Regions from separate parts of the Mus musculus genome. Here region 2 is linked to region 1. A link is a contact called in public promoter capture Hi-C data. All regions are on one chromosome and are shown on one strand. Each heading gives the region's core, a stretch centred on a gene start, on an enhancer-like site or on the middle of the called end of the contact. The rest is flanking DNA. Distances are from core to core; before and after follow the strand shown. Region 1 holds the start of Ptprh (protein tyrosine phosphatase, receptor type, H). Region 2 holds the start of Tmem190 (transmembrane protein 190).

Region 1 (4,151 bases), core at 1,230-3,729:
CAGTTGCAACCCATGGAGATGGGAATATTTTTATGAGATTAGGAATGCCAATTTTGTGCTCTCTTTATGCTCATAATTAAGGAAGGAGACCCCCTTGGCTACATGAACTATGGGGGCCCCCTTCACTTGTATTTCTTTTCCTAAATTTAATGTGGATGATAAATTCACATGTATGGATGTCATTCCATTTTGCTTGGATCGTGAAATCTGCCACCTTAAGAGACTGTCAGCTCTTAAACTTATCTCTTCTAAAGAAAGAAAGAATCCAAAAGAGTCAGGCTCTCACCTGCGGTGGTTACAGGAATCTGTGGGGAGCTGCTGACGCCATCTTTCTCTACCCACATGGAAAACTCGTATGAAGAAGCAGGAGCATGCCTGTCCACTGTGACACTGGTACCTGTTGTGTTTTGAATATTATTGCTGCTACCATCTCCAGGCCATTGGACCCAGTTGGTCAAGTTCTGAGGGTCAGTGCCATCAGGGACCTCCCACCTCAGGGTGATGGAGGTGTTGGTCTGAGTCTCTGCCCTCGGGTTTCTCAATGGGCTTGGAGCTGAGAATTACAGCGGGGCTTCCAGATTAGAAAAGCATAGATCATTCATTATTCTCCCTCCCACCACCTTGTGCTCCACCACCACCACCACCACCCAGCTCCAACCTGAGAAACTGCCCTTATCCCTGGCCCACTGTGAACCATAAGATTCAGGGGAACTAGGATCTCATCTTTTGTCAAGGACAAGGTTAAAGGTAGGGCTACTCACCAGCTGCCCTGACCACAGAACAACCATACAAACCCTAGAGAAAAAACCAGGTAGGCAAGAATTAGCTCAGGTAAGGTGAGACTCGGGAGGTGGAGCTAGCAGGACTGACTGAGACTCTCTTGATTGATCTCTGTCCTTTCCTTAAACTTTGACCAAGGAGAGGAGGATGGGGATGGGGTATGATAAAGATCACCCCAACGCTGGTGCTCTGTTCAGTTGGGAGGACGGTCATGCATGGCATAAGTGGAATTCCAGGGAATCAGAGCCAAAGTTGGTTCCCTGATAAGGGCAAGAGATAAGAGGAGCAGTTTCACTTTCTGAAAAATACAACCAGAGGCATTGGGGGAAGGAAGCAATGGGCCAAGAGGGAAGACAAGAGGCAAAGAAAATGGGCTGAAGGAGGTGGGCCAGAGCTGGACACCTTGGGTTTGTGGGAAGAGAGTTAGGGCTTGGGCCTCTGGGTCTGCGGGAGGAGGGCTGGGCTTTGCATATGAGCAGCCTGGTCCCATGTTTACTCTCATACCAGACACCAGTATACGAAAGCTTGTCTATATTCCTCGAAATGCAGAGTGTTCTTTTTTTCTCCAGGTAATGGCCTTCCCTGGCTTCTTCAAGTCTCTGGCTGAGAGACCTTCCTCCCATATCTCTGGGAATGTAGATTCTAGCCTTTTCTCTCCTTCCCTCCTTCCCTTGGACCCCAGCTCAGCCCTGAGCAGAGAACTTACCAATAGCACCAAGCTCCTCCAAACCCCACAGTTCCCACCAGCTCTGGCCATATGTCCCGATACTGCGCAGGGGATGCAGGAGTCCCGGCTCTGCAACCTCTACTGGATGGACTTTCGACTTAAGATTTTCCTTTTGCCAGCCCATTGGTGAGGCCAGAGGCTGAGGCTGCAATGGGCGGAGGAGGAAGTAAGAGCTGTAAGCCTGAGAACCCAGTTGGGCCCTGCCCTGTCTCTTAGCCTCCTTCCTTTCCTTCTCGGCCCCCCACACAGACATTCTGGACATCTTCTTCTGTCCAGTCTGGAATCCTCAGTCTCAGCACACTCCATTTTGTACCACAGAAGCTTCATCTCCACTTAGGTACCTTCAGATCCCCTAGGTAGGCAGAGGTCAGCTCCCATTGTGTGTGAATGTGCCATGCAGATTTCCAAATGTAAATAGAGCCAAATGTCCATCTGGCTGTCCAGTCTTAGGGAATGCGGACACATCATAGCCAACCCATAGCCAGGTGTGGTGACTCACACCTGTAATACTTAAGGGGAAGCTGAGGCAGGATTACTATAAATTACAAGCTAGAATCAGCTCCTGTCTTAAACACACATATAAGCACATATACACTTTGACACAAGTGTACGTGCACACTTATTTTGCATGCATAAATGCATACACATGTACACACACACACACACACGCACACACACACACACACACGCACAGGCATACGCACACACACACAGGTACCCTGAAAACGGTATCTCCTCATATCCTACTGGAGCACTTGAGTTGACGGGGGCTCTGTATTCTGTTTCCTTTTCCTGTCTCCCGTAGACCTTTGCAGCTCCATCAGGTGACGCCTGCATGTTCCTCAACCCGTGGCCTTTGTATATTTTCTCTGTAGCACAGATGCAGTCTCCCACTGCCCTCTAGCAAGGCCTCTCTCCTGTTCTTTCCCTGAGATTCAGCTCAGGCAGGGTCCACACCAGGCAGCCCTGAGTTGTAGTCTATCCTGGTAGACTATTTACATTTGCATATCTCCCTTGTCACGGGGCGTTTCTGTGACCTTAAAAAGGGTGACTTCAATCCATGGTGACTCAGATTTCTCCTCTATGAAAAATGGTCACAGCTACCGGTAAACAAGCTTCGAAGAATGAGAGAAATGGTTGTCTGAAAAACCTTACCAGGGTGTGGTGTTTCATGCTTGTTATCACTGCATTTAAGGAGCTGAGGCAGAAGGTTGATAAATTCCATATCAAAGCAAGGTGTGTAATCACACCTGTAATCCCAATAGTGAGGAAGACTAAGAGTCAGAGTCCAGCCTGGGTGATGTATGGCCCTGACTTATACCCTAGGCTGGCTCAAACTCTCCATGCTCTTCACTGAACTTCCTCTCTTCCTGCCTCTGCCTCCAGGGATCTGGGATTCTAAGCAACTGTAACCAAGGGCTTTTCCACCCACACCCCAGTTCCTGAATAATGACTTGAAGGCTTATTATTTATTTATGAATGAATGCCTACGTTATTAGCTAGGCTTGTTCCTTAACTAGTTTGTAACTTAAATTAACCCTTTTATACTATTCTATGTCTGCCATATGGCTGGTTACCTCTCCTCATATACTTGAGTCTGGATGGGGAATCTTCCCATTTGACTGTTTCCCAGGGCCTTGTGCATTCTACCTAACAGAATTTTATTCCCTGATATAATTTTCATTTAGTTTTTGAGACAGGGTCTCACTTTGTACCTCTGTCTAGCCCTGAAACTCACTACGTAGACTAGGCTGGCCTTGAACTTACAAAGATCTACACTTGCCTCTACTTCAGTATTTTTTTTCCCCTAGAGTGTTAAGAATGAAGGCCAAACCACACCAGGCTGTTGTATTTCTTGAGACTTCATCTCAGATAGCTCAGGATGGCCTTGAAAGATCATGAATGCCTAATTGACTCCCTCCAGGTGCCACTGTGACAGGAGTAGACACTGTCTTTCCTAACCCTGTCCCAGAAGGCACACACCTACCACTAATACCTTTCCCTCTCCAGCACTGGAAGGCACAGCTTGAAAGTGTAAGAAGTAGGAAGTGAGAGTCACGGGTGCCCATCTTGGATGGTGTCATCCATTATGACATATTGGTTCACAATAAATGTTTGCCCTTTTTCGTCATTCTCACAATCTCCCTTTAATCAAGGAGAGTTACAAGGGGGAAGGGTGGGGAGGGAATTACCACTTATTGCCCCATGCTGAAAACATCTCAGGACATTGTTCCTGAGTCAGAGGAGGAAGGAATCAAGCTCAGGGGGTCATAATCAAGTGTTGCACTTTGGCCTCCAGGACAGATGTCACTTCCTAACCTGCACTTCCACCCTACCCCATCCCAACTCTCCTCTCTTCTACAGCTCCTGGGATATGAGGATACAGTTATCTGCATAGCTAACCCAACAAGGCATTCCTGATTGTTCCACCATTAAGAGGTGAGGCCAGCCTGGTGTACATAGCCAGTTCCAGTCCAGCCTGGGCTATATGGTGAGGACCTGTCTCAAAAAATAAAAAAGGAATATTAATTATTGCAGTACATCCAAGCCCTACAGCTGTAATCTCACCTCTTGAGAGCCTGAACCTTACCTCAAAGAATGCTTTTTCACTACCTAGGTACGTGATAAATGGCTATGATGATGG
Region 2 (4,151 bases), core at 794-3,293, 180 kb after region 1:
TGAAGAGTGGACTTGGGAGTCCTGCCTGGGTCTTCCCTGGGTGAGGGTTGGGATACCAGTTCTATGGAAATGAGACAGAGAGACAGATGAGGTAGGAGGCTTTTGGGAATCCCCCCAAAATGACGGAAGACAGCAGAAATAAACAAATACAAACAGGATCTCACAGCCCAATGACGAGAAGACAGAAGCAAAAGAGTGCTAGGGAGGCCAACTTGAGTACTCAAACACAGAGGCAGAGGGTAGAAGGTCTCTGAAGCATATCACGAGGTGTCCCTAGGATGTGGGGATCTAGCCAGGGGGGGCCTTCCTTGATGGTGTGCTGGCCCCTGGGGTGAGCTGGTGCTGGCTGGGCATGATGTCAGCACATCCCAGGCTGTGTGTGTCCGTCTGTCTGTCCCTGGGGGGTCCTGTCTGGCCTCTGGGGGGTGACGAGGCAGGTCAGCCACAGAGGCAGCCCAAACCTGTCATTAGCGGTGAGGGCCTTGACGGCGCACCCCCCCCCCCCAATCCCAATCCGCAGCGGTCCAGGGCCAGGCAGCTCCACCTCCACCCCCTCCTTGATCCCTGAGGAATCCAGGGAATTGGGAAGTGGGTCCAGATGGTGTTGACACAGGAAATGGTCAGCAGCTGCCCAGTCTCAGCCCAGCAACCCCTCTGACCCCCACCCCCAGGCCCCCTGCCGAGCCCCCTCGGACCTGTGTCATCTCTGACGGAGACAGCCCAGGGCCCACTCAGCACCCTCTAGGATGTTTACAGTAGGACCTAGGGATGAAAGAGAGTCACCCTCCTAAGCTTCTTGGGAAACAGGGGTCTGAGTTCAGACCCCTCCCTCCCACGGAAGGGACAATCCAGGCCCCAGACCCTCCCTCCACCCCCCAGATCTGAAATAGGCCCGGGCTTCCTCAGAATCAAGGGTCTAGACCCCAACACGCCTCCCTCAGACCACGAGAGCCTTCCTTCTTCAGATCCCAGAGTCTTGGGTCTTCTTCCCCTAAAAGCCTCAGTTCAGGACCCAGCTCTTCCTGCTCAGACTCACGTTCCCAAAACCTGCCTCCCTCAGCCTCTAGGCTCACAGTTTTCAGTCTCAAGGATTCCCTTCTCCAGACATCTTCACCCCCTCTGACCCAAGCCATGGGTGCCCCAGCCATCCCATGAGCCCAGGGCCAATCCAGGACCTCCATCAGGAACCAAGGAACACTTCTCACTATGCCAGGGGAATACTGCGCTCAGGTGAATGAGGAACCAGAGTGACATAGCTCCAATCTGGCTGGCTGGAAGCTAGGAGGGCAATCTTGGGTAAAACAAACACAAGACAACTCGAGTTGCTCTAGCTTGTGTTCCCTCATTAACAAAAGGGAAGCTGAGTCTCTTTGGGGACCTGAAACTTTTGGCAGGAGTCACCATCACAGCCTCTAACAGGGACCACACCTCAGTCTCAGCAGGGCCACGCAGTCAGTCCCACCCCTGGTCTGTGTTCCCTAAAGCAGATGCCTGCTGAAGCCTGTGATGTGAAACCCAAGGCCAACGCACCAGCCCTCACTGTCCCTTCCTCCTCTCATCTGGTTGCTGAGGAAACCCTTCTCTAACAATGGGGCTCAGTGAGACCCCACTATTCTAGGGTCCTTTTTTCCCCCTTTTTTCCTGGTTGCTAAAAGGAAAAATACCCTAGCAATGAGGATTTCTGAACTTGGGTCTCTTGAGGCTGCCTCTTTGGACATTGGGTTAGGAAAGAAATGGAGTCTGCAACTCAAAGATTTCCCCAGTCCCATATCCTTATCCTGTCAGGTCCCGGATGAACATGGAGAGACCTCTCCAGCCCTGTGCGTTGTCCTGCTTTCTCTTGTCCTCTTCCCTTGCTGAGAAGGCACTAAATTTGAAATCTCCCAATGCCCACCCACCTCTTCTCCTAAGTAAGGAGCTACTTCCTAGATAGAATTGATGGGACCAGGTCACCCCTTCTTGTGAACCCCTTGCTGAGGGGATCCCTTAGCAACAGAACTAAGAATTTTGGGGCTGAAGCTTTTGGGGCGGAGCCCAGCTGTTGCTAGGTTTCTTTGCAGAGGCCCCAGAGGTCTGGGGAGGTAACATGGTGGGGTCTGGGATCTCAGCTTTGGGCCTTCTCCTGCTGATGCAGGGCTCAGTAGGTGAGGGTACTGAGGAGGACATCAGGGGGCCATGGACAGGGCCACTGGGGGCTGTGGACAGGACCACCACGTTGGCTGCCACACAATCTCCCAACATCACCCTTTCTTTCCCACAGATGCGAATGGAATCCAGGGATTTTTCTACCCATGGAGTAAGTAAGAGCCAAAATCCTGGGGCCCTGGGGGTGGGGGGATCCCAAATTAAGATTGTAGGATGTGTGAGAGAGGCTGGGGGATTGACCCCCGGGTCCAAAGGAAAAGAGCTGGAGGGTAGACCCTTGGGTCTGAGGAAGGAGGGCTAGGAACTCAACCTCTGGGACTCAAGGAGGGCTGAAGCCTGGACTCGGTCTGAGGGAGAAGAGCTGGACCTTGGTCCTTGGGTCTGGGGTCTGGAGAGATGCCTGCAACTTTGACTCCTGAGCTTGAGGGAGAAGGTTTGTGTAATCGACTCTCTGAAGGAAGAGGGCTGGGGTTGGAATGTCTAGGTTTGTGGGAGGAGGGCTGGAAGCTGAACCCCCTAAGTCTGAGGGAGGAGGGCTGGGTCTGGACTCTTGGGTCCTCTAAATACTGCCAAATGCACAGTACCGCAGCCCCACAGCCTGGCCTTGGCACTCTTGTGCCTGTAGCTTCCAGGGACAGTTCTTTTGTTACTTAGCACCTACTGTGGTGGCCCTTAGGTTGTGAGGGAGATGTGTGGGACCGAGAGAGCTGTGGGGGTCAGGCAGCAATTGAGAACCCCAACCTCTGCCTACGCCTGCGGTGCTGCTACCGGGACGGTGTGTGCTATCATCAGCGGCCAGATGGTGAGTGACCTGACTGCAGCCTGGATGTTTCAGAGGGTGAGGGTTCCTCCAGAGGGTGGATCCCTGGAGCTTCCTCCTCCCCTTTTCTAGAAAATATGCGGAGGAAGCATATGTGGGCACTGGGCTGGACCTGTGGCAGCCTACTCTTCCTGATCACCAGTATCTGTCTCTTCTGGTGAGTGTGGCTGGGGAGGCCAGGAGGCATGGTTCTCCACAGAAGGTGTGGGTGGTTCAGGCTGAACATATGCTCTCCCCACCAGGTGGGCCAGGCGCCAAGACATGCTGCACCTACCAAGGTTTCTACATCGGAAATGTAGTAAACTGTCAAAGACAGTCTCCTCACTGTCTAAGGACCGACGATCGGCCAACAAGTCAACTACCGTTCTCCAATCCCCAGGAGGCGAAGTAGAAACTGCAGCTGCAGTTTCCGGGGAGGACACAGGAGGTGAAGAATAGGGCAACCCTGGAGGATCCCTTAATACAGATATAGCATATAAATGTGTGTCTTTTTTGAGATCCGTGGGGAGCAGGTAGCGCTATGGGAGCCTTGCACAGTGTGCATGTGTACTTTGAGGGAGATTAAGGGGTGAGGACTGGATGTGGGCACTGGGTATGATTAGGGACTGTGAGCTTAGTGTAGAGGAGTTTGTTAGGAGTGAGTTCTGGGAATAAGTAGTGTGGATCTAAACCAAGGAAGGAACTGGAGGTGGTGGTTCTGGTGTGGGAGCTTGTATAGGGGGCTACAATGGAGTGAGCTGCCAATAGGGGGATTTGGAGTATTAGGGACACACATAGCCATGGGAACGTGTCCTAAGCCATGCTGCTTTAGGAAGCACCGTGGACCGACTAATCTCGAGCTCTCAAAGTTCTCTTGCCCCTCAGCACAATGCCTGAGTGGCTACAGAAGTGCAAAACATCCACCAAGGGCTTGAGCTCCCAGAGTCTCCACTGCCAAACCTTTTCTTGAAAGTGTGTGGTCTACACTCAGATTCAGTCTGCCCACATTCAGTTCAGTTAGCTCTCTCTCTCTCCTCCTCGTCTTGCAGGCATCCTGCATCAATGCCATCTTCTATATCAGGACCAACCCGCAGTAAATATCTTGCAAGTTCAGTGTGCCCCTGTGTGTGTTCTTGGAAGACCTAAACTTCCCTAGGGAAGCCTGGCTGGGTGGGTGGCTCTGCATGCACTGGAGATCCTTCTTCTC

Evidence for each region. Promoter capture Hi-C pulls out the DNA fragments that hold promoters and counts their contacts.
Region 2: a promoter capture Hi-C map of macrophages shows a contact between it and region 1, with 8 read pairs. The contact joins the promoter of Tmem190 here to the promoter of Ptprh in region 1. A contact is called at or near these places in 16 of 39 promoter capture datasets (the 3T3-L1 cell line, 3T3-L1-derived adipocytes, the C10 cell line and 12 more), 3 of 484 Hi-C or Micro-C datasets (CD4 T cells, CD8 T cells and bone marrow-derived macrophages), 15 of 115 datasets of contacts at active chromatin or transcription factors (the 230-238 cell line, the SCID.adh cell line, bone marrow-derived macrophages and 10 more) and 4 of 9 other capture datasets (adipose tissue, liver, macrophages and 1 more).

The regions. Positions count from the first base shown.
Region 1 is chr7:4,601,562-4,605,712 of GRCm38.p6, forward strand. It overlaps Ptprh (protein tyrosine phosphatase, receptor type, H), which reads right to left and starts at 2,480. Exons shown (of 20, transcript NM_207270.2): 1 at 2,226-2,480; 2 at 1,487-1,652; 3 at 762-795; 4 at 287-397. The coding sequence starts at 1,537.
Region 2 is chr7:4,780,897-4,785,047 of GRCm38.p6, forward strand. Tmem190 (transmembrane protein 190) reads left to right here and starts at 2,044. Exons shown (of 5, transcript NM_030028.1): 1 at 2,044-2,144; 2 at 2,261-2,296; 3 at 2,822-2,947; 4 at 3,038-3,122; 5 at 3,208-3,445. The coding sequence starts at 2,087. The coding sequence ends at 3,403. Tmem238 (transmembrane protein 238) reads right to left here. Exons shown (of 2, transcript NM_029384.1): 2 at 3,889-4,151. It also overlaps a transcript of Il11 not described here.